Regions from separate parts of the Mus musculus genome. Here regions 1, 3, 4 and 5 are each linked to region 2. The links are chromatin contacts, called in public Hi-C and HiChIP or PLAC-seq maps. All regions are on one chromosome and are shown on one strand. The core of a region is the stretch at or near the end of the contact, and the rest is flanking DNA. Distances in the headings are between cores, read along the strand shown.

Region 1 (2,708 bases), core at 55-2,554, 230 kb after region 2:
CTTTCCCCCAGCAGTCACGGCGAGAACCCCCCACTTGAGGTTAATGATAGCTTCAGCTGGACAGTCATGATATTAAGACCTTAATGAGCGATCGGCCACGTCGACCGAGAATCAGAGGGCGCTCCATGTGTGCTGAAGGTCCTGCTGTCCCTCGTCACAAGTCCCAAGCTAGACCCTGATCTTCCAGAGATTTAGACAGTCCCCCATTCTTGACAAAAGTTAGGGAAGGTCACCTGTGAAGGTCACGCCTGCAGCGCACCACTAGAAGTATAATTTCCTGTTATCCTAATTTGTGTGAATGCACAGGCAACAAAAACAAATATAGCTATCATTTATAAACAGTCCAGCAAAGTAGGTACATTGTCCCATTACATGTGCACATGTCAGTGGGCGTATGCGTATGTACACACACACACACACACACGGGTGGGGTGACTAGAATCACAAAGCTATTAGGTAATAGATGAATGGAACCAAAAGTCACTGCCCATCTTTTTATTTCCCCAGGGCTGGGGATGGAACCTACCACTTAGAATGTGCTAACCTTTGCATTCTTCCATGGAGAGACAGCTCCAGGGTTATGTTAGCTCAAGCCACCAACACAAGTCTGTGATCCTCCTGCCTCCACCTTCACCCCCTGAATGCTGACCTTGTAGGCATGTGCCACCAAGCCAGCTTGTGCAGCCAATATCTCCTACAATAAACTGCCCTGGAGCCTCACCCTGGGGCCCCTAGCTGTTAAGTCACACTGCCAAGTTCAGTATCTAAGCCTTACAGCAAAGCGACTCTAGGCTGTTTGGTTCCTTGTGCCCGTTTAACATCAACAACTACCCCAGCCCTTCAACAGTGGCTCACACAAGAAAGTTCTCGACACTTGTCTGATAAATAAATTTAATGTGCACTGCCTGACAACCAGGAGGGGGAAAAAATCACAATCATAAAACCTAAAGTCACACAGAACAATCATGAATCTCTTAGGCTAGCCCAATAATGATGGCGATACAGTAAGAACTGCCTTTTGGATTTTAAGTTGTATTAAAAAACAAACAAACAAACAAAAAACTTCACAAATGTAATCTCATTCAATAGCTGTGAACAGTTCTGTTAGACAGAAAATTTGAGTCAGAAAACTCCAGCCGCGGGCCTCACTGTCTGACAAGCTAGCTGCAAAGCTGGATTTCAGCCCTAGGGCTTTACCAGAGCGAACATTGACTGCACTCGGGTCGGCTGAGTACTCTACAGGAGAGAGGGCCGAAAGAACTAGATGCTGCAACACAAAGAAGGGAGTGGGACTGGGAACACCTCCAAGGGAGGTGGCCCTAGCCAGGGTTCCTTCTCCAGCCAAGCCGCGCCAAGCCAAGCCTGACCCAGCGCCTCCGCGGTTGGCCTTGAGCAAATCGCTCAGAGAGGAAACCAGAGGCTAAACAAGTCTCGCAGGGTGAGAATGCGGGGTCCTCGCAGGGCTCCAGGAACTAAGTGGGGAGGTTTTCCGGCTCTGCCTCCCCACAGAGCCTGGAGAGCCCCCAGGTGAGTCGTGAACTTCTCACCCCGGCAGAGCTGGCGAAGTTCTTGCTGCATTTTGGTGCCCTCCAATGGTGGATTTTGGAACAGCCTCGAGGTCTTAGCCACCCACCTATGACATGCTGGAGGGGGCCTCATTTATTCTAACGGCTTAATCATTTAAGAAGAAGAAGGGGGGAAAAAAAACATACTGTGACAATAAAAGACTGTAGTCTTGTCTCTCATCTCTTACCCCAAGTGAGCAAGAAGGTTTGACAGAAATTCTCCCTAATGCAGACTCTCTCAGACTTGTCTAATAAGATACATTAGATGTTAAAAATACACGTCTCTGGGTTTTACTTTAGAAGTACCTCATGGAAACCACTAGGGAAATAACTTGGGGACGTTCATTTTAACAGTACACCCCCACACTCTCCAACTCCCACCCCCACGTTCCCCACACCCTAACACGCTGGCAATTAGCAGAGTCAAGATACTTGGGGAGGTTCAGTTCTGAGCATTCACACTGGTCTCCCGAGTACAAACAAGTGGGATGCCAGCAAACCCATGTTTCCCTGCAGGGCTAAGACAGCTACATGTGCCTTGGACAGGGAATGGGGTCCTTGTCAAAGGCACTGGTCCTAGAGATGGGAGACCTGGCTCTGCAAGGACAACTCCAGTCTGAAACTTTAGATCTATCCTGCCTTCCCTGAAGTTCTGGCTCCTCTCATAAAAAGAGCTACGTTCAGTATAGTCTCTTGCTCATAGAAGTGATGGAGCCTCCAAAGAGCTGATGAGCATTAAAGTGTGTTTAAGACAGCATGCCATTCCCACTAGTGTGCTAGAACCATGCTGGTGAGAGCAATATTCCAGGAATGTTTCAAGTTGGTAATCAAGCCTTTGGTGGTGGCTTGACATGAGCAGTGGTGGGAGTATTTGCGCAACAAAAATTGATGCATGTTACAAATTGGGGCTTTGTGTGTGTGTGTGTGTGAGAGAGAGAGAGAGAGAGAGAGAGAGAGACAGAGAGACAGAGAGACAGAGACAGAGAGACAGAGAGAGACAGAGAGAGACAGAGAGAGCAAGAGAGGAAAAGAAAGAAAGAGGAAAAGAAAGAGAGAGGAAAAGAGAGAGAATTGTTAGCACATCACTGAATATTTAGCATGTCTGGATTCTTTTACCCGTTAATTTTTTTTTGCCCACACATT
Region 2 (2,771 bases), core at 248-2,747:
ATAGCTGGAAGGCATTGCTGTTCCCATTTTACAGATAGGGAAGATAAGGCCTCAAAGATGCAAAATAACCTGCCTCGGGCACAAGGCTGCTAGCTAGTGGAGCTCAGTTTTCCTAAATTCCCCTCCCTAGGTGGGAGTGTCGGTGGCTTTTTCCTTCGTCCCTCTCCGTCTGTCCGCAGACACTCTACAGTTAAACAGCAGAGTAAGTAAGGAAATGGTTCCGACTCCAGAAAGGCCAAGAAAGGCATCACTGATCTCAATTATCTTGATCCCGCGACTGCGTAATTATTTATCAAAGGGAGGTTCTGACTAATTCTTTCCTCTCCAGCCAGGCTGATTAGTGGAAAGCATAATCTGCAGCAGAGGGTGGGAGCCCAGTGGAAGGAGAGAATTGGAGGAGAGAGGGAGAAAGATGGAAGAGAGCACTCGCCTCTCAACAGACCCTGGAGACTGATAAGAGCTCGCATGGATAAAATATTTATTTTTCCATATGTTGCAGAAAGCACTTCTGCCACTGTATGTGTGCAATATGTGCGAAGGAGTGTGAACTGTATACATCCAACACCACCGATCTGCCTTGTTCCCGTGCATTTAACAGGCTTAATACCTAACAGCGCATCCATATGTTTTAATGCATATTTCTCTGCAAAAACAATATGGTCTAGTTTGGGACGAGCCAGCAGCCTCCACAGCCTCACTCACTGCTATGTTTCAGCCCTCAACTTACTGCCGGGGCCAGCACAGGGAGAGTTAAAGACCAGAAGGTTCTGCCGGCCAGCTCAGCTGCCCTTCACCTTAAACGCCTTCCTGGTTCTTAAAGCAGCCTTTTTCTCATAACAAAAATGTTCACAGTGGGGAGATGAAAATGTTTTTGTTCTTTGGACAATTGGGACATGTTCAGTCAGAATGTCAGAACTGACCGTTGAAAGGCGGGTGCCTGCGGCCACACTTCTCTCTCTCTCTCTCTCTCTCTCTCTCTCTCTCTCTCTCTCTCTCTCTCTCTTTGAATGCAGAGCTGCACCAGTGTGGCGGGAGGAAGTGCACAATGATTGGCCTGTTTTTCTGTAGAAGTGTTCAGGGTACACCCAGTTTTGCTTTGCATATATTTGCGAAACATCTGCCCTTTTCTTGTTCTGAAGTCTCTCTCCCTCACGGCCCCTTTCTCCTCTCCCCCGGGTTTTTTCTTTGTTGTTGTTGTTGGCTTCTCTGACTTCTACGTAGAAGTTTTCATTTTCTGGTTGAGGGACAACCTCATCAGAGTGTATAGTTGAGAGAGAGAGAGAGAGAGAGAGAGAGAGAGAGAGAGAGAGAGAGAGACAGAGAGAGAGAGAGACAGAGAGAGAGACAGAGAGAGAGAGAGACAGAGAGAGAGAGACAGAGAGAGAGACAGAGAGAGAGAGAGAGAGAGAGAGAGAGAGAGAATATGAATATGCACAGCAGGCGGGGAGAGAACAAACTTGAAAGAGACTGAGAGGCCAGGCCAGAGAGAGCTTGGCACACCAGCCTTTGGCATGGTGACCAGGAGGAAGGTTCTGGTAGTTTAGGCTCTAAAATACTGCCTGGAGTCAGCCAGTGTGCTGCTGCCCTCTACAGGCGCCAGGGGATAGTGCAAACTACTTAGACTTGTACAGACATGTCCTCAGATGTGCCATGTTTATACAATCCCCTTTATGCAACCAAAGAAGGCATTTTCAGTTAATTACAAGAGAGTTTGCTCTTTCCTCCTTAATAAACCACAAACTGAAAAAAAAATTGGTCATAGAACAGCACCTGTGCATGTCAGACAGACTGCTGTTTTGTGTTAACGCTTCTTGGCTTCAGAAAAAGGAATCCCAGAGAATTATAAAAGAGGTTGGAATGGGAGAGGAAGTGCTCCAACGGACAGTGTGCAGGGCTCTGGTCTGTGACGTTGGAGCACTGCCGTGGTAAGAGGAGAAGTGAACTGGCAGGAAGCAAGGAAGGGAAGGGGCCAGGCAGGTTGGGTTTGAATGTGTTCTACTCGCTGAGGTGGCTACAATGTCCCTGGGCCATGGACAGCCACCAAAGGTGGTCCTGGACATAGGTGGGGCACAGAAAATCAGGCATGCATCAAACTCTAATTCAGGACAAGAAGTAAGGGCATAAGCCGTGCAATTTCTCCAGAGTTAGACCTCATGGGTGGCTTGGCAGTACACTGGTGCAAGAGTGTGCTCTTAATTCCATGAACCACATGTCAAAAGCTAGCTGAGGCCTTGTCTGTAAACATAGAGACCATTTTTTTTTCTGCTACATAATGATGGCCATTGGTGTTTTGTCCCTATATTTAGGTGACTTACAAGGACCAGCCACTCTTACTAAAGACTCTTCTTGTAATCAATGAAAAAGCAACCAATCCAGGTTGATTCCCCTGCCGCATAAAATGAGGAAGCTTAATTGAGATTCAAACTAGGACTGGTCTCCAAGTATATTTAAATTTCAGCTCTATTTAATTCTGTCAGCAAACAGTTCGCAAGTGGCTGCTGTGTATATGGTTCACAGTATGGAATTATGGAATAGGCAGTAACCCCAGGAGGACAGGACCAAGATTGCTCAGCCTCTGTGGCACATCACAGCCACTTAGTCTCTGTACCGAGAGTGTGGATGGGGGAGTGGGGGAGGGGAGCAGAAAGGCGGAGTAAAGAAAGGGATGAACACCAGAAATGGGACAACTGCTAAGACACTCCCCTTCCACAGAAAGCCCATTCTCTCTGAGAGCCAATAGCACGGAACTGTTAGTGAAATAAAGAGTTAGT
Region 3 (2,700 bases), core at 93-2,592, 240 kb before region 2:
TGTTGTTGTGCTGATTCGAACCTATTTTTTTTTTGAAAGGGCTATTATCCAAAGGGTGGTTGTAAAGCAATATTATGGAAGGTCACTTGGCATTTTTTTTTCTTGAGTCTGTTTTTCTAAAACCAGGCAATTACTCTATCATTTAATAAACCTTGCCTCAGAGTTCACTTGAAAGAAAGCTCATAAGATTTAAAGGGGAAAAAAAATCCCTAAAAATAAAAGTTAGGCTAGGCTAGGCCAGGGTGGGAAATTCCATTGTGGCTAGAAGCCCATGGCAGGTAGAGTGGAATTTAATGAAGGAAACTGCTGTGTTTTTGTGTCTTTCTGTATGTTTTTCCTTTAAAACCAAGAGCTGGGCAGGCATCCCATTCGACCTGACGTGACCCAAGCAAATTGCTTCTTATATAAAAACAACTGCAGACTTTGAGAATGTGAAAATGCACTGTATCCTTCTCCAACTGAGAGAAACGAAAGCCTGAGAAACAGGACGGCCCTGTCAATACTCATGGAGCAGAGCTATCACTCAAGCCTGATAAAGGAGATTAGAACAGGCTCCGGTGCCAGAGGGATACACACAAGTCGGGTTCTTTCGTTCTTTCTTTCTTTTCTGTTTTTTATTTTCTTAAATAAGAAAGGGCAGTGGATGGAAAACATTTTTTAGAGACAAGTTTTCTGTATAAGAAGGTAGTAATGTGCACAGTATCTTAAAGCTTTTGTGTGGAACTGGGTTTTAAATTTTGTTTTAAACTAGTATTTTACAAGAAGACAAAGAGAAGTGTTTCCCTTTTCCACCAGTCTTAGGCAAGCACCGAAGAGGAGTTCCGGGTGTGCCCACTGATACTGCATTCAGACGTGTTGCCTTGGCTTGTGTACTGACAGATTTATTTAAAAACCAAAGTTTAAAAAATGCATTGTGTGCTCGTGAAGTCTCTTCATAAATCTTTTCCTTTATGAATTATTTTGATCACAAAGCTGCTTGTTTAAATCGCTGAAGGACTATTCTCCATAAAAGAGAATGCCTTCATTTTCAAACCTTCAGTTCAGAAGCCAGCAACTTCCCCTGAACAGCATGCAGGGATCCAGAGGCTAGAGGAGAGGGGGCCGCAGATGTCCAGACTCTGACATAAGTCATAATTCAATTCAGAGTTGCTGCGGCTCACATGTTTTTAAAATTTGGACCTAGAGTCCATCCTTTAGTAATGGATGATTCAGTTTGAAATGGTGATTCTGTTTCTGGAAAAAAACAAACAAACAGGGAACACAGCCTTTGATGCAGCTGGGCTGTCAGAGGGCGGAAGGTTGGAATTAAAGTACTCTTCAAGCTGTTGCTGAATAATGAAGGGTAGGGCTTCCTCGTTGGGCAGTTACCACATTTCCCTTGGGAGTTCAGAGAACAAATATTACCTAATGTGTACAAAGACTTTAAAAATTAAGTTGATTACAAGCTGGCTTAAGATTGGATAAAGCAGTAAGAACTAAGGTCCACCAGAAGGATCAGAGAGTAAAGATCACTACCAGTAGTCACAGGCTGCAACGGACTCTCGGGACTTCTCACGGCTAAAGGGTTAAGGATCAACAGGAAGTAGTCAGTTTCTTAAAATGGCTAGCCTTTGTAAAACCATAACAAAGGAAGAACCTTCTACATAGAACATGTACGTACACCGATGAGCTGGACAGTAGTTAGCTATGAGTTTGGGGAAATTCTTGCCTAACTAAAACATAGAGTGCATGAAAGACCTCATCTCATAGTGCATTTGGTCACCATCCATCACCTGCAATATTGTTGAGAAATAAAGGCAAATAATTAACAATCCGTCTGTTACAGTGATTTGCTGGCGTGATAGGCCTGGTATAATAGTAGGTGGTTTACAGGCCAAAACTAGAAGAGATTAAACTGAAACAGAGTTCTAAAGGGCAGGAGAGATGGCCAAAATTGGACAAGGAGTTTCAGGTTCACTGATTTGAGAAATATTTTTGCTCACTCATTGCTGCAGTCTTTGATCTCCATTTTGCTGCCTCTTAATAAAATGACCAAGAATATGAGAAGAATCAACAGCAAGATCAATATGAGACCAGGGGGGGATATTAACTGGAGATATTAGAATTAGAATTGGTGGTATATGCCTAGACATCTTTCATCTCAGAACAGGTAGATTCAGGAAATGCTTGTAACTTGACTCTGAAGCCTGGAAACTTTCCCTAGTGCCTTGTATTTTTGTTTCTGTGAAATGGGATTCCGACCAAATAGTTCATTTAGTTTATTAATTGTTTATTAACAAACACTTGCTTAGAATGAGGCTGAAAGATCAACGAGGATGGAGAGACTCATTTTTGTACTGTGTGGCCAGCCTGTGTCACATGCCACCAATCTCCCAAGCAAATAAGTTCTTTAAGGTAGTTTTCTTTACTCGTAAGCCTAATTTCATTTGGACATAGTAATTGACTATATTTAGAAAGTAGGACACATGCCATTGTAACTCAGGTGCCATCCCCGGGCAGATGGTCTTAGATGCTCTAACAAAAATGGCTGCTCAAGCCATGAGTAGCACTCTTCCATGGGCCATGCTTCAGTTCTTGCATCCATATTCCTGTCCTGACTTCCTTCCATAGTGGACTAGTATGTGGAAGTCTCCCAAGTTGCTTATGGTCATGCTGTCTTCTTTTTTTTTTTTCCCACCCCCCCCCCATGCTGTCTTCTTA
Region 4 (2,727 bases), core at 159-2,658, 170 kb before region 2:
GAAACATAACCCTAAATATTCAAAATCTAAAGAATTATCACATAAGTGATAGAAAGTCCATATGCAGTTCGCATATTAAGTAAATATGAATTATGTTGTTCTTAAACATGTTTTTATGAGTTTTAAACTGGGGAGTACTTATGATGTAATGAGACTGAAAATCCTCACACACAAAGAGACAAATGTATATATCCATCCCAAATTACAAAATAAACATCTGTTTCTGGGATGGAGACAGGCATTAAACTATGGAGAGCAGTTACCTCTATATGACAGAATTGAGAGAAATTTCATTTGTCCTTTTTCTTCAACTTTCCAGAAGTTCCAAAAATTCTACAATAATGTGGAAAATAAGAGTTTTAAGCACACAGCAAATAATCTAAATAATGAATCACAAATCCTACAGTAACTCAATCTAAAGAATGAATACATGTCTAATCCCAGCTAATCATCTTCTGATTAGTGGAGTACTAGTTTTCAGTTTGCTGAGCCTGTACCACATTATTTTACTCTCATTGCCTATTACTCTTTTGCATCTCTTTTTCTTTTGGATCTTTCTATATGATCGGTCTTCAAGTTAGCATTCGTTTTTGTTAAATGGAGGATGGGTTGCGCAAGTATGCATGCACCATGACACACATGTGGAGGTCAAAAGACAACTTTCAAGAATCACTTCTCTCCTTCCACTGTGTGGATTCCAGAGTTTGAACTCAGGTCCCCAACCTTGGTGTCAAAAGCACTGACCCATCCTGCAGGCTGCCACCATGACATTCTAGTACTGAATTTTCTGTACAGCCTCATTGTCCTCAGTCTTGTCTGCCATTCATATGCCCAAACCACACTTACATGCGTGTAAAATTATCTTACACAAAGGGAAGTGCATAGCCTAGATTACCCAACGTGTCTCCAATTGTCTTCAACTTCTAAATTTCTCTTATTATATAAAAAAGTGTTAACCTAATAATAGCATTTTGAGTAATTGAAACAGATGAAAATGAAGTAGAGGATAGTCAATATGTCACTGTAGAATAATTTTATTGGGTGGAATAAAGTACTGCTGATAAATTTATTAGGCACCCTCTTCAAGAATAGACTCTCGGCCGGCTGCTCTCTGTAAAAATGAATAAACATAACAACTTACTTGGCTCTGTACCCAGAAATTTGGCCGAAAAAGAAACCCAGTTGGAAAGAATGAACCAGATAAAGTTTTATCAGTTGAAAATACACAAGAAACTTAGTCTGCCTCCTTTCTAACAAAATTGTATAAGTAAAAATGCAATCTGCTTTAAAATCCGAATTCCTTACACTAGCCAATGGCAAAGTACTAAAACATCTAAAAGTTTCCAGACCTCACCCTCTTTCCCTTCTGCCAGGAAAGTGAACAGCTCTCCAGCCTCCCCTGGCTGGTCCTGTTGACTCAGGACCATTCAGACAAAGCTCATCTCATTTGTAGAACCGTAAATCGAGTGAAGGTGAGGCTATGACTGTTGCCTCAAAGTCTGACAAACTATATGATTAGTGAGCAAACTGAGGAAGGATTAGCAATGGAGTTTTGATGACTTTAGTGCCAATTACTAATCTAAGAATAAAGTCACTGTGTACAGCCTTGTCCCATGACCAACCTAAGTAGCCAGTTGCTTTTAGTTAGAGGATAGTAAGTGAACAATAAAGGAAATATTTTTCTGCAAAGCTGTAGGTTAAAGTAGTATAGTTCTTAAGAGCTTTTAGATTTTTAATTTAGTGACTTCTGATCATTGAGGCTTTTTAATCACTGTGATGCCCAGGAGTTGCTAAATATCTTTGAGTCTCAAGTTTCTCATCTGAAAGATGGGAAGAACAATAATCCTGTCTCACAGCTGTTACCCTGGAGATCACCTGAGAGATAGTGCGTATTGAACACATCATGCCTGGCTAAGCTCTTGGCCCCGGAGTCAGGGTGTTTTTCTGGCACACATATCTTGACTACTGGATCTGACCCTCTGAGCAGGACTCTTACTTATCCTCTAACTTCCACACTGGAGGGATGGAAGGGAAAAAAGAGAGCTCTGAACCCAAAAGATGTTAGTTGCTTTGCTCTGAGGTGAGACCCTGAAATATGTCTTTGTAGCAGGTTCCCTCAACAGTCCTGACGCAACTGGTCTATAGACAGGTGCCAGGAAACACGGGCATCATAACCATATACCAGCTCCAGCCCTCTGGCATCTTCCTAAGCATTTGCCTTGCCCGTTGTTAGGTGGCTCTGCTAGAGAAACATTTCTGCCCCACCTTCCCACTCCACCCCACTAAAGACAGAAGAGAAGAATAGGGAAGACAGAGTCAATTGAGAAAATTGACTGGATATGGCAAATTATCAGTTATTTTGTATTATTTGGACTAATGATCTGCATTAGTCCAAAAGTGAACTGACTTGAGAGGAAAGCTTGAACTTTATAACAATAGATTTTCCCCGAGCTGGAAAGGCTGACTAGAGTAAAGGCTAGCTCCTGCTTTTTTGTTTTGTTTTTGTTTTTGTTTTTTTATGGAATTGCTATCTATAGAACTTAGATGAATTAGCACGATTGAAGTGCAAAGTGTTAAATGCACGCTTCGGTTTAGGCAGTGCATTTGCACATTGAAGTAATTAGGGTGTATTTAAAAGCATTCTGCTTGCAATACTTTGTTCTCCATTTCCTACAAATCAAATTAGTGAGGGGTAGATTTGATTTTTTTACATCATTTTGAAAATAT
Region 5 (2,700 bases), core at 62-2,561, 140 kb before region 2:
GGAGGCCAGAAAGGCTCAGGGTTCCCACCAGGCCTCCTGGTTACATCATCACTCACTCAGCCACTACTCACTAATCCAGTAGCTTCCTTGAACTCTCGTGATCTGCCCTCTACCCCGCTCCAGATTCTCATTGCTGCGGCTGTAATTTTGACATTTTAATTACTAATAATTACAACTGCCCATAATCTCAATTACAGGCATCCACTCTCCAATTACTACCTCACATCTTCACAGCCCAATCTCTCTGTTAGCCCTATTAACAATTTCTGAAGCCCATAGGACCCCTTAATTTATTAATTTTGTCCAGAGGCTCTCATATCCTCACTTCCTTGTGTAGTTGAGGTTCTGAAGGCCACACACCTCACACACTTGTTCTCTTACAGCTCTATGCTTTTCACTGTAGAGATCAGAACCAGCCACCCACCCTGATCCAAGCCCACATGCCACCTTGACTCTGCTAGAGCCAAAAGCAAGCACATAGACCACTCTCCCTTAAATTTCATGATATCTGCAAGTGGCCTTTGTTGCTGCCCACAGCGTCTTTTCCTGCATCTCTACAAGAGTATTTCACAGCTTTCCCTCTGTCCAGCTTGCAGTCTCCTTCCTTGCCCTTCCTGCCTTTCCCCTTCACTGAGAAGAGAAAAGCAGGTAGGCTAGAAGGAACTTCACACATACCTGCTCTCCAGCAAACATCCCCTCTCACATCAGTGCCCACAGCCTCTGCTTTTTGTCCCCACAACTGTAGGCAATCTGTGCACCCCTGCCTCAGTGTCCTCATCCTTGTGTGTCACATCCACACCTCCTATACTCATGAATAATGTTTCTGAGAAGGTGTGCTGAATTCATGTGCTTTATCTGTTTTCTTCTCTAAATAATTCTAATCATTTCTCTAATTCTAAATAATTCTTGTCACCATACAAACATACTGTAACCCCTCTCATCCTAACTACTCTCTTGGCCCTCACCCTCTCTGATAGCCTACTGTCCCAGTAAATACTAGTTTACAGTTCCAAGGGTGTCTAAGATCTCATAAACTCTCTCCAGCTTCCTCTGATTAGCTTTTTCACAAGTAAAAATAATGAAACTGGCTATGCTGGCGCTCCAGTGCCATACATATAGCTAACCTCAGTGACCAAGTCACACTCTTCCTCTCTTCCCTTCTGTCTCACCCGCCTCATTCCTTTCCCATGAAACACTTGACTTTCAATTCATTCACACATTCCTGATTTCTCCCATTTCACAGGCCACTCCCTTGCAATCTCCCTCACTGGGTGTATTCCTGTATCCCCATGACGTAAACATCGAAGGGTCTTAGCAACTAATCTCTGAACTACTTCCTTCCAATCTCTCCAATCACTCCCTTAATATTCACCCTAGCTTGAGTCTCTGATCCACACTTGGTTCCTACTTAACATTTCCACTGCATGTCTAATGAACATCTTAAACTTAACATACTAGGAATACATATTTTATCTAACAAATATGCAGGCTAACCCCCTAGGTGAATGGTATCTCCATCCTAAGAGTTGCTCAAATTGAAACCATATCTCTCTGTCAGCCTTTTATGTCTCTCACAAATCCAACCAATAAGCAAACCCAGCAGTATAACCTCCAATCCATACCGCTCATCCCATCCCGTCTCTCTACTGACTCAGAACGCTTTCCTTCCTTACACGGATTGTTTCTGGAGTTCCCTCACTACACTTCCTGCTTCTGCCCTTAAAATATCCAGGCTATTCTCCAAAGGAAGCCCCTCCGCAGTGTGCTAGGTAAACAGTCAGCTCATGCCAGTCCTCTGCTCCCAACTGTCAGGGCTGGGAGGCTTCTCTCAAGTGAAAGAAAAGGCCAGGTGAGGAGAGGATCCATACCACACTCTCCACTCAGTCGCACTGGAACCTTCTCTCCCTCTTCCCCAGCCCCGACCCCCCCCCCCTCCCCGCTGTGTGTCTGCAGGTCCTTTGCACTTGCTTTTCACACTGCTGCAAAGGTTTTCCCTGAATAAATCTTGCCAATCCTCATTATTAGGCTTTTACTGAATCTTCACTCTAAAGCAAGGCCTTACCTAACCTGCAGAACGCACCCAGTCTCTTACCACTCAGACCATAGCTACCCTGATTCAAGCAACCATCCTTCTGTTCCTGGAGGCCCACCATTTGCTTCTTATCACTTACTCCCTTCAAACATGTGCTTGATTGGCACATTTGTCTCCATTTGCAATGGATCATAGGCTCCACCATCTAAGGCTTTCTCTTAGGTGCTTATTTCTTTGGGGTTTTGTCCATTTTGCCCTCCAAGACATCCCCTGTGCCTCACCCTATGCCACTGCATTGGGTGTTCATAAATATTTTTAGATAAATTGTAGGAAAGGGTAAGCCTTTCTTGTACTGAGTTGAAAGGAATTTTTTTTAATGCAAAACATAATATTGAACATAGTGGAGCATGTGTCCTTCTTACCAGTTGGGGCTTCTTCTGGATATATGCCCAGGAGAGGTATTGCTGGATCCTCCGGTAGTACTATGTCCAATTTTCTGAGGAACCGCCAGACTGATTTCCAGAGTGGTTGTACAAGCCTGCACTCCCACCAACAATGGAGGAGTGTTCCTCTTTCTCCACATCCACGCCAGCATCTGCTGTCACCTGAATTTTTGATCTTAGCCATTCTGACTGGTGTGAGGTGGAATCTCAGGGTTGTTTTGATTT

What was found. A called contact is a pair of places that touch in the nucleus more often than the background predicts. HiChIP or PLAC-seq counts read pairs in DNA pulled down with a chosen protein or histone mark.
Region 1: an H3K27ac HiChIP or PLAC-seq map of heart atrium shows a contact between it and region 2, with 5 times the contacts expected there. The contact joins two enhancer-like sites. A contact is called at or near these places in 2 of 39 promoter capture datasets (cranial neural crest and embryonic stem cells), 22 of 484 Hi-C or Micro-C datasets (B cells, the HL-1 cell line, brown adipocytes and 9 more), 16 of 115 datasets of contacts at active chromatin or transcription factors (astrocytes, cardiomyocytes, embryonic basal ganglia and 6 more) and 1 of 9 other capture datasets (embryonic stem cells).
Region 3: a contact with region 2 is called in a Hi-C map of liver, with 2.7 times the contacts expected there. The contact joins two enhancer-like sites. A contact is called at or near these places in 4 of 484 Hi-C or Micro-C datasets (3T3-L1-derived adipocytes, embryonic fibroblasts and liver) and 2 of 115 datasets of contacts at active chromatin or transcription factors (fibro-adipogenic progenitors and neural progenitor cells).
Region 4: a Hi-C map of uterus shows a contact between it and region 2, with 2.0 times the contacts expected there. The contact joins two enhancer-like sites. A contact is called at or near these places in 1 of 15 datasets of contacts at CTCF or cohesin (pro-B cells), 15 of 484 Hi-C or Micro-C datasets (B cells, the CH12 cell line, the HL-1 cell line and 10 more) and 2 of 115 datasets of contacts at active chromatin or transcription factors (embryonic stem cells and fibro-adipogenic progenitors).
Region 5: a contact with region 2 is called in a Hi-C map of muscle stem cells, with 2.1 times the contacts expected there. The contact joins two enhancer-like sites. A contact is called at or near these places in 4 of 484 Hi-C or Micro-C datasets (granulocyte-monocyte progenitors, liver and muscle stem cells) and 1 of 115 datasets of contacts at active chromatin or transcription factors (fibro-adipogenic progenitors).

What each region holds. Positions count from the first base shown.
Region 1 is chr16:43,800,642-43,803,349 of GRCm38.p6, forward strand. All of the region lies in intron 2 of Drd3 (dopamine receptor D3), which reads left to right. Among named protein-coding and RNA genes, the nearest start is that of Gm26074, 32 kb to the right of the region's middle. Within about 2 kb of position 1,305, at least 150 of the 459 cell types and tissues checked have an H3K27ac peak or open chromatin away from gene starts, as enhancers often do. A contact at or near this core is called in astrocytes, embryonic basal ganglia, embryonic fibroblasts and 6 more, where this site is marked.
Region 2 is chr16:43,572,639-43,575,409 of GRCm38.p6, forward strand. All of the region lies in intron 7 of Zbtb20 (zinc finger and BTB domain containing 20), which reads left to right. Among named protein-coding and RNA genes, the nearest start is that of Mir568, 67 kb to the right of the region's middle. Within about 2 kb of position 1,498, at least 195 of the 459 cell types and tissues checked have an H3K27ac peak or open chromatin away from gene starts, as enhancers often do. A contact at or near this core is called in 3T3-L1-derived adipocytes, astrocytes, embryonic basal ganglia and 8 more, where this site is marked.
Region 3 is chr16:43,334,184-43,336,883 of GRCm38.p6, forward strand. All of the region lies in intron 4 of Zbtb20 (zinc finger and BTB domain containing 20), which reads left to right. Among named protein-coding and RNA genes, the nearest start is that of Gm9968, 28 kb to the right of the region's middle. Within about 2 kb of position 1,343, at least 106 of the 459 cell types and tissues checked have an H3K27ac peak or open chromatin away from gene starts, as enhancers often do. A contact at or near this core is called in 3T3-L1-derived adipocytes, embryonic fibroblasts and liver, where this site is marked.
Region 4 is chr16:43,401,968-43,404,694 of GRCm38.p6, forward strand. All of the region lies in intron 4 of Zbtb20 (zinc finger and BTB domain containing 20), which reads left to right. Among named protein-coding and RNA genes, the nearest start is that of Gm15713, 17 kb to the right of the region's middle. Within about 2 kb of position 1,409, at least 7 of the 459 cell types and tissues checked have an H3K27ac peak or open chromatin away from gene starts, as enhancers often do. A contact at or near this core is called in muscle stem cells and uterus, where this site is marked.
Region 5 is chr16:43,437,375-43,440,074 of GRCm38.p6, forward strand. All of the region lies in intron 4 of Zbtb20 (zinc finger and BTB domain containing 20), which reads left to right. Among named protein-coding and RNA genes, the nearest start is that of Gm15713, 19 kb to the left of the region's middle. Within about 2 kb of position 1,312, at least 15 of the 459 cell types and tissues checked have an H3K27ac peak or open chromatin away from gene starts, as enhancers often do. A contact at or near this core is called in muscle stem cells, where this site is marked.